2 separate regions of the Macaca mulatta genome follow, and region 1 is linked to region 2. Evidence: chromatin contacts called from public Hi-C data. All regions are on one chromosome and are shown on one strand. Each heading gives the region's core, a stretch centred on a gene start, on an enhancer-like site or on the middle of the called end of the contact. The rest is flanking DNA. Distances are from core to core; before and after follow the strand shown. Region 1 has its middle 44 kb from the start of TSPAN2. Region 2 has its middle 44 kb from the start of VANGL1.

Region 1 (2,762 bases), core at 106-2,605, 460 kb before region 2:
TTTGCACTGTCCTCCACAACTAGGCTCACATAGCCACTGCAGGATGCCTGACTTCATTAAGGAGTAGAGCATGGGCTTTAGGCTCTAGATCTTTGAAAAGGCCCAGAGCCTAGTTTGTGATTGTGATGACTTCGTCATGCTCAGGCCCTGAAATGGAGACTGATTTGCACATTACCAGCCTCCCTTTGGCTATCAGCAGGACTATTAGATCTTGTGGCTCTGGGCCACCCATCCTCCCCCATGTACTTTTCATTTAAGCATTTATATCGCTGGTGTCCTTATTCTTTAAAACACAGATACATTCACAGAATAGAACATCCTGCTTGGTATATGAATGACATTGTGAAATCATTGAGTTGTTAAGGTTTCTGCAGGTGTCCAGGTGGGCCCCTTTTGACAAGGGTGTTGAGGAGGATCTCAGCAGCAGCACTTCGATGGGAAGTGATGCTGCCTCTCCTCAGCGCTAGTGAACGGCCACATTTCTAATGGTCTCAGGTGTCCAAATGTGTTCTGTGCTGCCGCGGGAGACGGTAAGCTGCCCATCACGGGAGACGCCAGCTGGGATTTTCACTGACTGCGCAGAAGGATGGTTGGCCTGAATAATCTCTAAGTTTCCTGACCTGAGATGTGAAGGGGAATCTGCTTGTAGCAGACAGGTGTCAGCTTTGCAGTCTGCCAGACCTGAGTTCAAGTCTCAATTTTCCCACATACCTGGTTTCCTTCTCTGCAAAGAAGAAAGAGGAAAATAATATCAACTTTGCAGGACTCCCGTGAGGAATCCATGACACAGCACCTGGAGCTACGCTGCGTCTCTTATAATTCTCCCCTCTTCATTTCAAGTCAATTGTGTGCTCAGGGTATGGACTCCACACTGGAACCAAGCCCACATTTAAAAATAAACAGCCACTTAGCTTCATTTGATACATGATCTATACACCCACATGACTGTTTTGTCTTGTTTGAATTTCTCCCCGCTGTCTGTGTTTCCATCATGTGTGTCTGGGTGTGTCTGTCTTACACGGCCAGCCCTGAGGCATTCTGAGTGGCACAAAGCACAGTTATCTGCCTCGCAATGATGAGGATGATGATAACAACACCGTTTTACATTTGTGATTGCATTTGACTTTCGAAGTACCGCTGGGAGGTAGGGAGGACTGATGAAGTACGTGGCCGCAGTTGATGAGAGACTGCTCAAGGACACACAGCTGGCCGTAGTAACAAGACCAGACCTAGAACAGGGGATCAGTTTGTGGATTTAGTGGAAGGCTTTCTTGGATGACTCTCCTTCTCACCCCTTCCTGAGCATTCTTTCATCATGTGCTCCTGAGCCCCTTTGTTCTGGGCTTGGCTTGAGCCCAGATGACTCAGCTTTCCACGTGGTAGCATTATCTGGAAGGATTTTCCCAGAACCTGCCTGGCCTGGGCGTCTGGGGTAGCAGAGAGCTCAGAGGCCCATCATGTGAATGCCCTGGGGAATTAGAGCAGTGGGTCCTGATGCAGACTCCTGCATCCCTGAGGGAAGACCAGGGCAGAGGAGCATGGCCAGAGTGGGCAGGTGACCATTTGCCCAGGAATCTGCAGGGCTGTCTTGCTTTAGAGAGTGAGGGTCAGTCAGTCTTTTAATTTTCCTCCCTAAATTAATGTATTTCTTCATTCATGCTTCTGGCCTGCATGAAATATTATCCTCAGTGCTTTGTCATATACAGGAAAGGTGAGATCACCCCTGGTCCTGATAATTTTGTAGTCTAGTTAATGAGTCAACTAGACAATGGAAATAGACAAATGGAAGCACCAGAGAATAATCCAAAGACACAGAGAGAGAAACAGTACTTTAGCAAAAATAGGGTTTAAAGCCTGGCTCAGAGTGGGAAGCAGGGATTCAGCTGAAGGCTATTTTGGAATTCCAGGTGTGAAGTAAAAAAGCCTAACCTAAAGTCATTGTGGAAGGGAAAAGGAGAGATACATCTGAGTGCAGGGACTTGGCAGTCATTGTCTTATCTGCCCAACTTTTCACTCACAGCTCCTAGCTCTGGAAAATAGCCCAAAGCTTTTATTTTTGCCCAAGACTGGCCCTGGATTGGTCAGGGCATCTGACTCAAGTGCCACTAATCCACAGGCTTGCCAGTGGCATGGCTCATTTGAAAAGAGGAGCCTGGCCAAGCCAGATTCCCCACTAAGTCTCTGAACCAGAAAACACTGAGAGAATGGATAGCACTGGGACTGACGCTGCAAGATCACGATGTTGCAGAGAGTGCAGCCCGGATGGGCACGTGGAAGAGCAGGTGCTCTGAGAAGCAGGAGCGCTGAGGTGTGGGAAAGCAACAGAGAGTATGGGGAATCAGAGAGCCGTTCAGTGCTAAGGAAGGGACAGAAAAAGTCGTTATCTGTCAATGCAGAACATTAGGTGGAAATGTACAAAGTCCCACTATCGAGGGCCTGAGGGCTACTGCAGATCTAGAGCCAGCTTCTGCGTGCTGCTCCCACCCCGCAATGCCAGGCCTTTTGGCTTTCTCTGGGTGCCTGGGTCCTTGCATCCTTCAAGAAACCCCCACGACAAGAGGAAAGATTGGTTAGTCTCAGTCTTATGCAAACAGAATTTATGCTAGCCTAAGTCATTTCTTAGAGACCTGGAGAATGAAAGTCAGTGGAATGTCCCCAGGCACACACACATGTGAGTATCTCAGTGTAAATGGATCTGCAGACTCCACCGCAACCCAGAAGTCCTGTGAGTGCCGGGCAAGCATGGCGGGGAGGGGGAGGTG
Region 2 (3,006 bases), core at 172-2,671:
TAACCCAAGAGGTTCCCTTAGAGAGGAGAAGAAGGGAGGGGAGAGGAGGAGCTACAAGCTAGGACTGTTCGACCCAAGCACCTGCTCCATGTTGGATTCTTTGGGACCCTCTACGGCAGGGCCTTTCATGATTTGAGAATGGCCCAGTTCTATTCTGTCTCTTGAAGCTTCTGCTGCATTTTAAAGAAATGGATAAAAGCTATAATGGGATCATAAAATGGGCAATTTATAAATTATTAATTAATGATTTGACAAAAAAATGTATAACTGAATAATCACATTTGAAGATAGTATAGGGCTCACATTTCAGGCTTTCTGGGCAGGGGAGACTCGGGCCCTCCTAGCCCTGCTCTTCCACACCTGGCTGTCTGATGTGGCCCTCCAGGTGCCGATGGATATGAGGGAATATGTGGTATGTCTGAGGGTAGCAGGCTGTGAATGTGAAAAGAAGGGAACTGGCTGTAGCAACACAAGGTGGGTGCCCTTGGATCTGGGTGTGAGGACTCAAAGACCCCAGTCCTTCCTTCCACAGACTTCCCCAGCCTTGGAACCACTCTAGGCCTGTCTCCTATTAGTTTGTAAGTGGTCATTTCCTTGACTCTGGGATCACAACCAAGTCCCATTACTGCAGGACGGATTCCCACACTCTGCCCTGGGCCCCAGGAGTGCTGCCATCCCTGCCTGGACAGTGAGTTGCTTTCTGGGGCCCCGAATATGGGAAGAGCAAGACTGAAGCATAGGGACCTGAGGAAAGAGAGGCTAGCTAGAATAACTGTGAGGATTGTCTCAGGACATAGAGAGTCTCTGTGTCAGGAAAAGTAGAAGTGATGCCCCTTGGGCTTTGTGTTAGGTGGATGGGTTGGGAGCAGCTGGGTGGCCTCAGCCAGTCTAACCAGACACAGAGCTGACCTACTGCCTCTCAGACCCTATGGCTGTCCTTGGTCCAGAGAATCCAGTAGAAGCCTTTGTGCTTGTCCAGAGGCCCAGTGGCCCCCAGGTCTTCCTCTTCACTCCCCAGTCCCCTTCCATCAGCTTCTCTGCCTAAGGAGCTCCAACAGTCTGATACCAAAAAGCCAGAAGATGCAGGTCCTCAATGCCAGACAAGGAGTGTGACTTCTCAACAGTAGTGCTTGAAGCTCCAGCATGGATATGTGCAGGCTAGTGGGAGGTCATGGAGACTCGGGAGTGCATGCAAGTCACTGCTGTGGAAACAGTTCAAGCGTGAGGTGCTGGGGACCAAGGGGGAAAGCAGCGGGTGGAGGAAAGGTTGGCTTCTAGTTCTGTTAGAGGCTGGGAGACTGTTTGAGCCTAGAGACAGGGGGCAGGCAGAGCCAGTGTTAGGCACCACTGCAGCACCATCAGGTCTCCTAGGACAGAAGAAGGGGTTGCTTCTGTCCTCTCTGAGGATACACTGACTGGGAGTGGTGGTGGTCTGGGAAATGGGGGGACCTCTGGCCTCTCACAGTTCTGCCCCTGACTGGGTCTTGGGAAATCTACACCATTACTTCCCAAGACTGACTGCTGGATCACTGTGTCTCAAAATGGGTGGCTTTGCAGAGAATTCTACTTATTTACGCTCTGCCAATAACTGGAGCCTCCTCTAGGCAGACCCTTGTGGGGGTGATTGATAGTGCCAGTGACTACAGTTTAGTCAGCCTGCTAGCTCTGTATTTCCCTCCCCTTGAGGAGGTGCTGGCAGAAATCCTGGGAGCCCCATGAGACTTCCTTTTCCATGCTGGCAGAGGAAGCCACAGCACTGGAAAATTAGTGTAAATGTGCATCTGGCGCCACCTAGCGATCAAGGCCCTCCTGCACCCTGTTGGACGGCTTTCCCAGGAAGGCAGTTTGCCTTCTTACAGTGCACACTTTGTCAGGCTTTGGTGTGTGTGACGGTCACCTAAGATGCTTGTCCAAAATGAGGACTCCTGGCCGGGCACAGTGACTCATGGCTGTAATCCCAGTACTTTGGGAGGCCGAGAGAGGAGGATCGGTTGAACCCAGGAATTCAAGACCACCCTGGGTGACATGGTGAGATCTCCCCCAAAAAAATTCCTGGGCTCCAGACACTGAGGTTTTAACTTAGTTTGTCTGGGGAGGAATCCAATAATGTGTTTTCCTAGCTAGTATCTCAGGAGTTTGTAAGGCAAGTCTCTGGACTACACTTTGAGAACTACTCTCTTGAAGGACCATGCCTCTTAAGTGTCTGCTTTGCACAGATAAGAATGTGCACTCACTTAGTTATGAAAACTGTGCGGAACACTCCTAAATCCTTATCTTTAGGCAAAGTCTCTTGAGTTTCAGCTGCTATTTTTTGACTGGTTGCTTTCTGTCTCCAGAACAGACGCACAGAATTATCATGGCCAGCTCTGAATTTTTAATCTCTATACATCATCCCAAACCTTGTATTAGTCAGGATTCTCCAGACAAACAGGATGTACATATATATGGAAAGAGATTTATTAGAAAGAATGGGCTCATGCAACAATGCAGGCTGACGAGTCCCAGGATCTGCAGTCAGCAAGATGGAGACCCAGGAGAGTCGATGGTTGAGTTCCCACCCAAAAGCCGGGTTTGAGACCTAAGAAGAACTGACATTTCAATGCAAACATAAAGGCAGGAAAAGTTTGTGTCCTGGCTCAAGGCAGTCAGGTGGAAGTTCCCTCTTACAGGAGGGCCAGACATTTTGTACTAATCAGGCCTTCAACTCATTGGATGAAGGCCACTCACATTAAGGAGGTCAATTTGCTTTATTCAGTCTACTGATTCAAATATTAATCTCTTCCCGAAACACCTTCACAGACAGAACCAGAAATAATGTTTGACCAACTTGATCCCATGGCCAAGTCAAGTTGACACATAAAATTAACCAGCACAAGTCTACTCCTTCTCAACTTGGCATGCATGTGCATGTACTTAAACCATGCTAATTTCCAAACAAAGATGGTAACATGGTCATAATTTCACCGACACCGATACAACTATCCTTTGTACAACAGAAAACACACT

Evidence for each region. A called contact is a pair of places that touch in the nucleus more often than the background predicts.
Region 1: a Hi-C map of fetal cortex germinal zone shows a contact between it and region 2, with 4 times the contacts expected there. The contact joins two enhancer-like sites. A contact is called at or near these places in 5 of 14 Hi-C or Micro-C datasets (fetal cortex germinal zone, fetal cortical plate, fibroblasts and 2 more).

The regions. Positions count from the first base shown.
Region 1 is chr1:125,132,919-125,135,680 of T2T-MMU8v2.0, reverse strand. No RefSeq gene overlaps it. Among named protein-coding and RNA genes, the nearest start is that of TSPAN2, 44 kb to the left of the region's middle. Within about 2 kb of position 1,355, at least 4 of the 40 cell types and tissues checked have an H3K27ac peak or open chromatin away from gene starts, as enhancers often do.
Region 2 is chr1:124,675,861-124,678,866 of T2T-MMU8v2.0, reverse strand. No RefSeq gene overlaps it. Among named protein-coding and RNA genes, the nearest start is that of VANGL1, 44 kb to the right of the region's middle. Within about 2 kb of position 1,421, at least 2 of the 40 cell types and tissues checked have an H3K27ac peak or open chromatin away from gene starts, as enhancers often do.